Linked DNA regions of Mus musculus: region 2 is linked to region 1. The links are chromatin contacts, called in public HiChIP or PLAC-seq maps. All regions are on one chromosome and are shown on one strand. Each heading gives the region's core, a stretch centred on a gene start, on an enhancer-like site or on the middle of the called end of the contact. The rest is flanking DNA. Distances are from core to core; before and after follow the strand shown.

Region 1 (7,010 bases), core at 2,169-4,668:
CTGTCAAGAGCACCTGTTATTTAGCTCAGTTCCCATTAGAATATAAATTAGGACACCCTTTCATGTTTTAAAATCACAGTCTAGAATGTTATGATGGGGGCTCAGATAATGGAAGGTTTTTTTTGTTTGTTTGTTTTTTGTTTTGTAAAGTTTTAGGCAATTCTACATTCCCAAATCTGAAAGCCACCTTTATTCTTGCTCTAATTTTCCAGCAACAGTGACCAATACGGATCACTGTCTCTCCCAATACCATATTGCTACCTCCCTTTTGTTTCCTTCTTTTACTCTTTTTTTAATTCTCTCTCTCTCTCTCTCTCTCTCTCTCTCTCTCTCTCTCTCTCTCTCTCTCTCTGTTTATGGAGAGGTATACCATGTAGCGGTCAGAAGAGAACTTTATGGAGTTCTCGCCTTTATCCTTAATATGGTGTCCTAATTTTCTTTTTACTGCTGTGATTATTATTTTCTGACCAAAAGCAACTTGGGGAGGAGTTTGTTTCATCTTATAGCTCAGTCATCGTTTCCTTCTTTGAGGAAAGTCAGGGCAGAAACTCAAAGGTAGGAACCCGAAGGCAGGAACTGAAGCAGAGGCCATTGGAGCAACCGTGCTTACCAGCTTTTTTTTTTTTTTTTTTTTTTTTTTTTTTTTTTTTTTTTTTTCCTGAGACAGGGTTTCTCTGTGTAGCCCTGGCTGTCCTGGAACTCACTTTGTAGACCAGGCTGGCCTCAAACTCAGAAATCCGCCTGCCTCTGCCTCCCGAGTGCTGGGATTAAAGGCGTGCGCCACCACCGCCCAGCTTCAGCTCGCTTTCTTACACAGCCCAGAACCATCCGCCTCTGTTCTGACAAGACCCCGAGTGAGTCGGGCCCTCCCATCAGTTATTGATTAAGAAAACGTTCCTACAGACTCGTCTACTGACCAGTCTGGTGAGATTCCCTCTTCCCATATGATTTTAGCTTTTACGTCAAGTTGACAAACAAACAAACAAACACAACACCCCTCCCATCCCCTGCAAACCACCACCACTAACCAGTACGTATGGGTGTCAAGGATCAAAATGAAGACTTTGTGGCAAAAGGGTCTTTATCTGTAGCGCCACCTCACTGCTCCCCTTGCTTGCTTACTTTACCAGGGATCACTTTTAAAAGTATTTCTAGGATCTTCAACTCAAGATAGAAACAGCAGTACAGTTTTCTGAGCTGATAGCACTCCTGCGAACATGGTGAAAATACCTAAGACCCGCCGTTTAGAGCTCACCTCGTCCAGCAAGAAAAAAAACGCAACACGGTCGGATTCTTCTCAACAGCCTTTTTTATTTCAGGAACACCTTGATGCTACAGGAACCTCCGGAAACCCAGGGAGGACAGCTTATATACACCCCAGCACTGGGGAGAGCTATGTGTCCTCCTGGGATTGGCCAGTCTGCTGGCACTTTGATTTGTATGCACCCGCTCGGGAGGGGTTGGCGGCAGATATGAGCTAGCAGCGACGGTGTACCGGAGGCCGGCGCATGGCGCCCGGCTGTCTACACCGCCGGACATTCTGCAAGAAATGTGGGAAGCACCAAGCCCAGAAGGCGACACAGTACGAGAAGAGCGAGGATTCTTTGTATGTCCAGGGAAAGACAGGAAACAGAGTGGCTATAGTGGGCAGATTAAGCCTATTTTTCCCAAAAAGGCAACGACAAAGAAGATTGTGCTGAGCCTGGAGTGCATCGAGTCCAACTGCAGATCTAAGAGGATGCTGGCTATTAAGTGAGCATTTTGAACTGGGAGGAGATAAGAAGAGAAAGGACCAAGTGATCAAGTTCTAAGACAATTTTGTTATGAAGACAATAAAATCTTGACCTTTCACCCCCTAGAAAAAAGAAAAGAAAAACAGCAGTATAATCTCATAGGTTGTCCCTTCGCTCCTCTTTGTCTTGTCTAAATTTTATGTCTATCTGCCTCTTTCTATGGCATCAAAACCAGCTGGATTTTACATTAGCTTTGAACTTTGAGTGTGGCTATCTCTTGTCTACTTGGCCTGCCTGCTTGTACACTTAGCACTCGCCTCCAACTCAGTCAGTGAAGGACAGAACCATGTATTATCTGTTTGGAATTTTAAGATTGCTGGGTTCCATCCAGAGCTCCCGTGTTCCATCTCCTGTTCTTAGTTTCCTAGAAACTTAGTTTCACTGGTCTTGTTTGCCTATCTCATGCCTCCAACTTTAAAGTTCTCCATTGTATCTACACTGTCTAGTACAGTACCTGCCAGGTAGGTTCTGACAAGTGTGTTAGAATCTCAACCTAAAAAGGCTGTGTGGATGACTGACTGCTTCTGAAAACATAGCCAGAGCAGGGTATTGGGGTACTGGGTGGGGGAGAGGGGGGGATGGAATGAGGTGAGGGGTGAGTGGAGGTGGGGTGAGATGTTAACCACTAAGCCACTGGCCATGAGGTTAGATTTCTACTTTTTTTTTTTAAGATTAATTTATTTTATTCATACGAGTACACTACAGCTGTCTTCAGACACACCAGAAGAGGGCATCAGATCCCATTACAGATGGTTGTGAGTCACCATGTGGTTGCTGGGAATTGAACTCAGGACCTCTGCAAGAGCAGTCAGTGCCCTTAACTGCTGAGCCAACTCTCCAGCCAAGACCTCTACCTTTTTTTTTTTTTTTAATGAGTTCTTTTCTTATTATTCACATCTCAAGCTTCAAAGTAATTCCCCTAGGCGGGCCCTTCCAGAATTTGCCTCTCAGTGTGTATTATCTTGTTTTATTTTTGATAACAAACTTACTAATTATTATTCTTATTTTTTTTGTCCTGTGCTATATCATCTTAAGCTTACCGAATACGAGGACCTTGTTATTTTCCATGGCTAAAACAGTGGCTGTCTTATTTTGTATTTTATGTTATATTAGGTATTCAACATGTACTTGTTGAATGACCGCATCCAAGAAACTCAGACTCGCACCAGACTTCAAAGCACAGAGAAACGTTTTTGTCTGGGTGGTTGAACTGTGCGAAGGGTCCATGCTCAGAAATCACAAAGTCATTCCCTTGGTGCCTTTCTGCCTGATTCCCTTTTAGTACATGGTAACTGAACATCAATCTTAAGCAGGTCCCCAACCTGCAAAATAACGCCCTACAGAAAGATTACTGGAATTTTGAATTTAAGTATTATTAGATTATTTCCTCGATTTCCCTTTCAGAAAGTTTCTAACTTCTAAAACTTTGGCAGCTTTGCACTGAACGAACCTTCCGGAACATTTGAGCACTCGCTAGGGTACCACGGTACTGACAAGTCAGAAGGTGTCTGCCCCGAGACTCCGCCCACGCGACAGCGCCCTGTCTGGTCCCGCCCACAAGGCGGTGCCACGCTAGGGGCGGGGCCGAACGCGACCAGTCACGGACGCCTACGTGCCGCAGCGGCAGTGACGTCAGATTGGCGCAGGACAAAGTAACGTCGCGTCTTGCTGCTGTCAGGTGGTCCCTTTTATGGTGGGTTCCTGTGGTCGCTGCGCAGCGGCTGGCCGACTTCCGCAGCGGGTCTCGGGCCACCGAGCGCCGTCTTCACCCAGCGCCATGGCTGTGGCCGCTGTCGGCCGCCCGAGAGCCCTGCGCTGCCCGCTGTTGCTCCTGCTGTCACTCCTGCTGGTAGCCGGCCCTGCGCTGGGCTGGAACGACCCTGGTGAGTGCCGCCCTGCGGGTGCCCGGCCTCTTCATCACTACCCCCTTTGGACCACTTTCCTCCTGTCTGTCTTCTCCTGGCTTCTTTGCTTTGCCTCTAGGAGTGGGCGGGGCGCACGAATCCGTTCTGAAAAGTTCTCCAGGTCCTCGGACTCCCAGATGGTCCGCTTTTCTTGTTCTGTAGGCCGCATCCTTGAGTCCTGATGACAAGTTTGACTCTCTACCTGCGCATCTTGTCTTGTTATCATGGCTGTTCGATGTCATCATCGCCCACTGTTGTCATGGCTGCCTGTTGCTATGGCTCGTCGTTACCATGCACCCAGTGGTCTGAGTCCCGAGTAGGGGCCAGGACAGCAAACCTGGATTCCTGCTGTTTATTCTAATTAGTGCCGCAAACTGCGTTGTTTATACTAGCTTTCTTCATACTTTTCACCATGCATGCATGGTGAAATCTAAAATACAATTTCTTAACTTTTATGTAAAAATACATGCAAATTGGTTTGATGGGGAGCGCTCTCGCTCGCGGACCCCCTCCCTCTGTTATTAAAATGTAGAAATAAACTCTTAAATTTAAATGACATTTAAATGACAATTAAAATGACATTTTTTTTTTTTTTTGGCTTGGAGTGGAAAGCTGTCAGGCATGGAAAATACAGCAATGGCAGTGTATGCCTGGATTTTGAATTTAATCAACAGGTTTATTTTTGAAAGATAATTTTGTTCGTGGTTTTGAATTTAAACAACAGGTTTATTTTTGAAAGATAATTTTGTTCGTGCGTGCTGAAGTGGGTCAGTGCAGTTGCTCTGCACGGCCGACTGACTGAGCTTTAACTTGATAAGTATGCCTTGCCATGCTGTTTGGAATAAATTGCCTGTACACTTTGCCCAAGTAATCCTAGAAGGTTGTGTGAAAAACCAAGAGACTTGATTACAATTCATTGAAAATCTGGGGAACTTTGGAGATGTAGGCTCAGGGGAATTATAAGGAGAAACACAACCACATTTAAATTAATGGTGAACCACTTCCTGGTGGTTCTTACTCTACTTTTGCTGTAAAATTATTGTTCTGGAACGAAAAGCACCAAAATATTTTGCATCGTTAACTCAATTGGTTTCTACCTCATTTTAAGACGTTTAGGAACTGTTGTATGAAGGTACCTGATTGGAGTATCGATTATTAAGGTGTAGTCAAGCAACTCCTTAATTTATTTTTTGTTTCCTTTCTGTAAACACTTATTAATACATCTGGGAGAGAAAAAAAGCACCATTCAAAGATTACTTAAACATTTTCATTTTTTTTCTTGAATATTCCTTTAAGCCAGGGGTTCTTAACCTGTGGGTCGAAATCCCTTGGGGAAGGGCAAATGACCCTTTCACAAGGGGTCACCTTTGGAAAACAGATACTTAGATTACTACTCATAACAGTAGCAAAATTACAGTTATGAAGTAGCAGTGAAGAGAATTTTATGTTTGGAGCCACCATAGCATGAGGAACTAACTGCATTAAAGGTTTGAAGCCTGATGAAGGCTGCCTGCCCAAGCTCTCTGTGTTTGGATGCTGAGAGTGTCATGTAGTGAAATCAGTTACGGACACTGGTTTGAAGGCAGAAGGGAACTTTAAAAATTTCCACCATTAAAGTGATGTTTTTCAGAAACCTAAAGGGTGGGAGGTGTAAATGATACGATTTAAAAATATGAGAGTTCATGTGGGCTGTCATTTGGAAAGCAGGCTGAAATGTAGGTGGGAGGGAAACAGGCCAGTGAAAGGTGATTTTTATAGTAGGTTCTCAGAGCAGTGACCTCCTTAGGTGGGGAGGAGCCAATAGAGTTGGATTATCTCACAGGTTTTGAAGTTGGGTATTGTGATTGGGTGTGAAGGGGCAGATAAGGGCTGGGGGTGGCAGTGAGGGGCATACCTTCAATCCCAGCCCTGGGATGCAGAGGTCATGGGATCTCTGAAGTGAAGGCCAGCTGGATCTAGACAGCAAGTCCCAAGACAGCCAGGGCTGCACAGGCAAACCCCATGCTTTTCCTTTTTTTTTTTTTAGGGGCAGATAAGGATGGGCAGACCTTCTGGCTTGGCTAGAGTGACTAAAGTGTTAATCAGTTTCCTGAAATGCTGCCAAGTGTAGGGAGAATTGGGTTAGGGGCCTTTCGTTATCTTAAACCTGACACCTGAGGAAAGATTTTTGAATTAGGAGTCTGGAGTTCAGAGGATTCTTTGTGTGCTTTGTCTGGTGTAACAAGTTGGGGCCGGTAATTTGTTCTTAACCTTGAAAGCTCTCTAGAGAATGGTGCTTTGGGGTTATGATAATTATACTCCTGTGTATATAGTTCTTAATATTTTCTAGCAGTCAGTTTTAATGAATTGTATTTAAGGTTAACAATAAATTCAAAGGCCACAATCTTAACTTTATAGGTGATGAAACTTATGAACAGACAAATTTATTGCCTTGGCCAAAGTCATGTTAAGTTGGTGAGGCCAATTTAGTTCAGTGGTTTTTGCATTATTAAATTGTCCTTTGATAAATTCAATTATTACTCTTAGAGTATTAAGTGTTTCTTCTAAAGTCATAGATCATTTTCATTGTTTTAGTTTTTTTATGTATGAGGTAGTAATTGGATTTAGTATAACAAACTTTAATATAGTTCTTAGAAATTTTAGATTTTAAAAAAGGGTTTATTGTAATTGTTTTACTTATATCCACAGAGGTCAGAGGTGTGAGATACTTCAGAGCTGGGTTTACAGGCATGTGGAAGCCACTTAATATGGGCGCTGGGACTTGAATTCAGGTCCTCAGGAAGAGCAGTATATGCTCTTACCTGCTCAGCCATCAGCCATCTCTCCTACCCTACCCGACAGACCTTTTTTTTTTTTTGGAGGCACTGTTTCATATGTCACTAGCCCTGACAAGGTGATTCTGCCTGGGCTCCCAATGTGTTTACATTCTCGATCTTTGTCTCACAGGGAATTGGTTCGTACAGGCGGCAGGTGGATTTCCTTCTGTTGCACTGTCAGTTACCTTATCTCCACTCATTAGAGACATACTTTCTTTCCTTCTTGCTGTCGCTAGGTTAGGTATTGTGTCTGTCTGCAGTCCTTGTTAACACTCGGTAGTGAAGATGCAGTTTTTGGTAAAGTTGAAGTCAAGCATTCATTAGTAAAGAGTCTTCAGTGTGAACTCCAGAAGTTTCCTTACGCGTCTGATCAGGGCTACTGCTGATTGCACTCAGAATTGAACTCAATGGTTTATATCTTATTTATTTATTTTCTTAATTTTAGTTGAGATAGGGTCTCTATGGGTTGTTTTATTTTGCTTTCCTTTTCATTTTTT
Region 2 (6,862 bases), core at 3,418-5,917, 420 kb after region 1:
TCTTTGAAGCCATTCTAGGATATGTTCATGATGCAAGAAGGGAAAGTGTTGACTGAAGTCCCACAGTGGTTTCTTCTCACTGCATTCTTTCCCCAGCAATGAGGGGACATGTAGCCAAGAAATGGCCTGCAAGTGACTAGGGCCTCCGGAGCGGGCTGTACTGTTTCCGGCTATTGAAGAAGTGGGCAGGACATGTGGGCTGGACAGGGAATGCTAACAGGAGGGACACTGTACAAGGAATGTCCTCACCCAATCCCAGCATGTAGTTCGCTGCTATCGGGTGGGAGTGGCTAATACCATCTCATTTCTCTCTCCCTCTTTCTTTTCCTTTTCTTAAAGAATCTGGTAAACATTACAAGCCTGACCTAAGAACAAAGAAAAGACACGCTCATTTTCTAGGGATTTACACACACACACACACACACACACACACACACACACACACACACACACACACACACCCCTTGGGGCTCACACATTCCCAAAGAACCCCTTAAAAAGAAATCGCCAAGCTCCGAAGACAGACTCATCTGCCACACTCCACCACACTCCAGTGTGGGTAAGGGCATGAATCTGGCACCTTTTATCATGTGGCAGCCATCACTCTGAACTACCAAAGGGAGCTTAAATCGCAGGCTGGAGGACAGCCCCCTTCTGACATCTGGAATTTTAATGAGCTTGGATCAGAGATGGAGAACCACATGGTGCTTTAAGACTCTTGGGAAAGCTCTTTGAAAGTAAATATGCTTATTTTTCATGTGTGCTGTTAGATCTCAATACAAATATCATAAGAGTTCACTTAGTATATTAGCAGTATATGCTTGCAGATATATTAGCAATGACCATTGAGAAAGTGCTCTCTCTCTCTCTCTCTCTGGACTTGATCATCTCCCAACACTACCTCCCTGCCACTCACCTTATTATTTCTGCTGATTTAGGTTTGGTGTAAGCCTCTCAGAGGCCAAACAGCTCCTTCCATCTCCTGGAATTGCTCATGCACACAGATGGGCAGGCAGATCAAAGATTTACAGCCACCCACTCACCTTTGTCTAATCTACCCAGTGCCTTCACCTTCAGGCATCCATTCTCGGGGTCTCGGTGTGCATGCTGTGTTCTGAAATCTTCATCGGTAACACTCTTTTTCATACTTCTTGATAGTCTTGGTAACTTGGGGCCCTTGTGGGCCCTTTCCTGTGAAGGGGGCACCTGCTACAAATTGTGCCCCATTCCAGCAGCAGATACTGTTTATGATAAAGCCCATCTTGGGCCCTGAAAATAACTCCAGAAGGGTGATGCAACAGACCCAGAGGTCTTAGGAAGATATTTTGTGTGCAGAGCGCACCATTACTGTACACATACCTGGTGCTAAAATGATTTTCTCCTTAGTTGCTGCATCTAGGATTTGCAAACCGTTTACAGCCATTCATGATGAGATAGTCTGGGATGGCAGCATCATATATAAAGAGCAAGCTAAAGAATAACCCAGCCCAAGAGGGTGACTGGTCCAGAAGGAGGCAAGATGCCCATCTATACGCTAGACAGAACGTAGCGTGTAGTGGACAAAAGCCGGTCTCCTCTGGGGAGCTGTTAGTTATTCAGCTGATGCCTGCTCAGACATGCCTGTCCCTGGAGTTTATCAAAACCGAGCACTCGCTGTAAATGTGGATACTTTTCACATGGAAATGACGACTCCATTCACAGCAGTGAACAGAGAAACTCTTCCATCCCAAGAAAGATGAAACAGCTGGCTGTGGCTGATGGGAAACTCATAACAATCTTTAGAATAATGGAATGTCTAGACTGCTAATGTACCAGCTAAGAGTTCAATGTGAGTTCTGTGGAAATACATACCAGAGAGCCAAGGAAGAAAGCAACCCAAGCAAGATCACTGAAGGCTCCCAAATGTACCATCTCGCTCTAAAGATGGTGGCATCCATTCTAACTTCTACCGGTCGCTCAGCATCCCCCGGCACAGTACAGTCTCTCTGTTCCCACATCTTTTTTCTTTCTCTCTACCCACAGATGCTTCGGTACCCTCCAGACATGCCTACAACCTTCTGACTTAGGTCTGAAGCTTTCCTGTAAAGTCTTTTATGGGTGGAAAGCCCATGCCCACACTGCATATGGCTGTCCATGCCTCTGACTAGTTTTCCCTTCCCAGGCTCCAGAAAGTAACTGTCAGGTTTTTACTACATTGTTTTGTTCTTGAGACCTTTACAAACCACAAAAGCTTGATATTACAGCAAATGATAAGGTCCACCAGCAGGCTCTCAAGATACATTCTCAGAGTCTTAATACCGTCCAAGTAATCCAGACATATTTCAATTTTTTTGTTTGTTTTGTTTTGTTTGTTTGTTTGTTTTATTTTTCAAGACAGGGTTTCTCTGTGTAGCCCTGGGTGTCCTGGAACTTACTTTGTAGACCAAGCTGACCTCAAACTCTGAAATCCACCTGCCTCTGCCTCCCGAATGCTGGGATTAAAGGCATGTGCCCCCACTACCTGGCTCGACATATTTCAACAGGACAAAAAAAGATACTGCAATATGACTTCCCAGTCTCCTCCTACATACTGGGAACATTGAAGTCACATGTTCAAAAACTAGAGAAGTGACCTCTATTAGTATAGATTAGAACTTTCTGCTATATTAATTTATAAACCAAGTCATTGTTTGGGAAGATAGCTTAGTCAGTAAAGGGTTTTCCTTAAAGCATGAAGACTTGAATTCAGTGCTCAGAATCCATGTTTTGTTTTGTTTTGTTTTGTTTTGTTTTGTTTTGTTTTGTTTTGTTTTAATGTCAACCATGGTCATGTGTACTTGGAATCCCTGTGGTGAAGAGAAAGCAGAGGCTAGAGTCTACTCACTGATTTCCAGACCAGCATGAGTCCCTGTCAAAGAAAACAAGAGAGAACAGTACCCAAGGTTGACCTCTGGCATCCACGTGCACACAAGTGTGCATACACAGGCAGGCACACACACACACACACACATACACACACTGTACACATACAACATTGAGTAAACAGATGGTTGACTAGAAAGCATGGATAGATTTCATGAGATTAAGTTGCAAGCTCTATTCATGAATGGAGAAATGCAAAGAGGAGCATCCAGAATATGGGATGAGATTAAAATTTGATGTCACCAGGACTTGATACTAGCAGGAAACCAAGTAAATTTGGATAATATTGATCTCTTCTTCCCCATACTGTCAATAAAAATAGAACATTCCTTAAATATTAACACAAGACAGAGAATGTCTCCATTAAGGAATACTTTTACTTAGAATGCAAAATGAAAGCTAACATAATCTCAGAAGCAGATACAGATTTGTCTGTGGGGAAATGGTGCCCTGACAGATGCTTCAGTGACAACTAGGGACTTAGAACACTAGGGAGGGACAGGAACTGTGAGAAACTGTCAGTGTGTCCATAGTGGAGGTTGGAACAGAGAGTCTGGTGCTTTCTAGTAAACAACCCCTACCCTGGTGACAATGGGTAAAACCAGCAACCTCTCCTGAGCCTCTGACCTCTTTATTTTTGACTCCACAATGGATTCACTGGATAGCATTGATTCTTTGGATAGTGCAGATTTTGTGTACCAAATCAACTTCCATATTAGAAAGAGAATATTCTAACCTTCCAAAAAGAGTTTTTAAGCAGCTCCTTCAGAGATCTATTTCTTAATAAAAAATCATGCTTTGCCTTTTTTTGTTCAGTGAGCCAGGCCTCCAGGAACAAATGAACTATGCCTGGTTAAGCTGACAAAGCTTTCTAAATCCCATGTCTACGTTGCAAAGCATCCTGGGAAGTAGTTTCTTACTACAACCCAAGCTCCAGGATGAACATATTATTGAACTTTCTCCAAAAGGAGGTACCTTATCAAGAGTACCATCCAAGGCTGTGATGGGAGAAAGAGCAAATGCCTTATGACTAGGGAAGATGATACTCATTTTGAGTTATGGCTCAAACACTAGCAATGGAGGCTCAAACCACAAGAATTCCTGTGGAAATCATTTTATAGTTACTGATGACGGACCTGCTTGGTGTGAGATAGTGCAAGGGAGACAAAGCTAAAACATCCAGAGACACTTTCACTCTAAAAAAGGAGAGGTGATCATTTGTGTAGCTGGAAGTAGAGACTAGTAATCACATAGAAGACTTAGTTCCATGGCTGTGGTAGTTTGGACAGGGACATGTTACTTCTAACAATGTATTGTGTGCTATTCTAGACATCAGGTTTGTGTTGGCTTATTTAATTCTCTAGTAACTAGAAAGTATGTAGTATTATTAATCCTGTTTATGGACTCATAGAAAATGAGAAAAATGCTGGGCAGTGGTGGTGTACGCCTTTAATCCCAACACTTGGGAGGCAGAGGCAGGAGGATTTCTGAGTTTGAGGCCAGCCTGGTCTACAGAGTGAGTTCCAGGACAGCCAGGGCTATACAGAGAAACCCTTTCTGGAAAAATCAAAAGGAAAAAAGAAAGTGAGAAAATCATTCATAGTCCTAGTGGCTAACCAGGGGCACGAACTGTGGCTGTCCCACAGTCCTTGCTCTTGGTCACTACCTTGCTGTCTTGTGATTGGCAGGTGGAAGCCAATCAAGCTTGCAGGGAGGAGGGGATGTTTACACAGAGCCTGGAGCTGGGTGGGGCATTTGATCCGTAAACATAGGAGGGACCACATTCCTAGCAAAGTAAACAGTGTGAGGAGAAGCAGGGGGCCTGGCATCCCTAGGCTTATTGTTTCCTCGGGAGCCAACAATAGTCCCACAGCCCCAGCACAAGGGCGAGTTCAGAAATAATAACTTAGCAACCTAAAGAGCCAGAAGGAAAGGCCAAGCAGGAGGAGCAGACAATGGCTGAATGTAGCCTTTGGAACTTCAATTTCCACGATTTGTATGGAGTCTCTCTATTCCAATCTCTAGGCGAATAGCTGACTTGAAAAGGAAGCATAAGTTCTATCAAGGAAAATCTCTTCCTGAGTAATTCAAGTTATATCCCAAACTGCAGATACAGGTTTAGGGCAGAGTGCTTGCTTAGCATGTGCCAGACCCTGAGATAATGTCTGTCTGCCGGACCATCGGTTGGTCAGATGGTCAGTTGGTCTATTTACCTATCATCTGTCTCCGTTGTGTGGTGCTAAGGATCAAAGCCAGAACCTAACACAAGGTAACTAAGCATACTTGCATTGAGTTCCAGCGCAAGCCTTGTCTCATTAGGAGACAGCGGTGCCTCTGTAAAATTACTCAGGCTAACCTTGGGCTCACTCTGTAATCCAGGCAGGTTCTGAATTTGGGAGTCTTCAGCTTCAGTACCCTGAGTAGATGACAGATTGTGGGTGTGCATCACTAGACCTGGCCAGCGAGTGAGATGTCTTCTATTGCTACAAAGCTTATCTCTCGAGATTTTAAGAGCAGTCTTCATGAGCAGTCAGTCATATTGCTTATGAATAGTGGAACTGAGAATTAAGGTGTAAGAAATATTACAAGTAAACCTATGTTGTTCCCTTTCACGGATCGCTAATGTGTTTCATATCTCACATGAATTAAAACCATGATTCCAAACCAGGAAGACGGAAGAACAAGGTCTATCAAAGCTGAGTTGAGAGGAATGAGTATGCTGAGGCTCTATGAACCCTTCTTTTCCAGGGTGACATGGGTGGGGGGCTGTAGCTTCTTCAGACATGTGAGCCAGCCTGGGCTCACGTTCCCAGAATCTGGAAGAAGGTGAGAAGTTACTGTGGAAGTGGTACAAGTAGTTCCTATTTGAAGCAAATGTGGTCCAGATGTTAGTTCCATTGGTCTTCCATCCCATCCCTTCATCCTAACTAGGAAAAGAAGGATCTCTGGGCTTGACCCCATGCAGACTTTTGGTTCTCACAATTCCATCTCCTATCTGTGCTGCCTGGAGGAAGTTAATTACTTCTGTGATTAATCTGTTTATTTACACAGAAAGTAAAGATTATAACATTTTATTGAAAGGTCACTGAAAAATCACCCAGGTGGATGGTGTGAAGCTCTTCGCATGGTGCCTGCACACCACAGATGCTCAGAAAGACTCCCTTCTCCCTTCCTTTGCCCTTCCCATCTTCCTTCTGACATCACCCACATCCTCAGAGCACCTCACAGCATTCTCAGCATGTGCTGTTACCACCTTACCTAGTTTGTCTCTGAAAACCAGAGACTCAACCCTTCCCAAGGAGAAAACTAGAACCAAGTTTAAAAAGTAGAATTGACTTTGTGGCCTAGTCGTGGCTTTTCTGAGAAATGCTGCTAAGAAAAGGGAGCTAAAATTAAAGGAGAGCATGCTGTTAAAAGAGAAAACATTCAGGCCTCCTGAAATGGTATTTTGATCAACATTTATCTGTTGAAGTAGCTGCTCATTTATGCCTCTGCCCAACACAGATCCAACAAGGTCTTCAGATAAAGATTCTTAACTCTCTACCTCCTTCCTCTAGATTAGTTACTGTCTGTTACTGTGATGAAACACCATGACCAAGACACCTTATAAATAAAAGCATTTAATTTGGGGCTTGGTGTTTCAAAAGATTAGCGTCCAACTTGTATTTCCACCTCACTAGTTATTGTAATCATCTAGGAATGATTTGCGGTGTGTAGGAAGATATGCATAGTTTATATGCAAATTCTCTACCATTATGTAAGGGATTGGAGTGTTTGTAGATTTGGTTATGACTGGGGTTGTTGAGGGATGGTTTGAGGCACTGTGTATTCAAATGCTGAATTCTATGCCCAGATGGCCCGTTGCAGTACAGACAATGGTATGGTCAATCATCGCCAGTCTTTATGTTATGCAAAAGTTGTCTTCCAACACCCCTGATTGGTTAATAAAAGAGCTGATGAG

What was found. HiChIP or PLAC-seq counts read pairs in DNA pulled down with a chosen protein or histone mark.
Region 2: a contact with region 1 is called in an H3K27ac HiChIP or PLAC-seq map of extraembryonic endoderm stem cells, with 5 times the contacts expected there. The contact joins the enhancer-like site here to the promoter of Saraf in region 1. A contact is called at or near these places in 2 of 39 promoter capture datasets (the SN4741 cell line and stem cell-derived epiblast-like cells) and 5 of 115 datasets of contacts at active chromatin or transcription factors (bone marrow-derived macrophages, double positive thymocytes, extraembryonic endoderm stem cells and 2 more).

What each region holds. Positions count from the first base shown.
Region 1 is chr8:34,151,161-34,158,170 of GRCm38.p6, forward strand. It overlaps Saraf (store-operated calcium entry-associated regulatory factor), which reads left to right and starts at 3,419. Exons shown (of 6, transcript NM_026432.4): 1 at 3,419-3,676. The coding sequence starts at 3,571.
Region 2 is chr8:34,573,599-34,580,460 of GRCm38.p6, forward strand. No RefSeq gene overlaps it. Among named protein-coding and RNA genes, the nearest start is that of Gm46068, 8.0 kb to the right of the region's middle. Within about 2 kb of position 4,668, at least 24 of the 459 cell types and tissues checked have an H3K27ac peak or open chromatin away from gene starts, as enhancers often do. A contact at or near this core is called in extraembryonic endoderm stem cells, where this site is marked.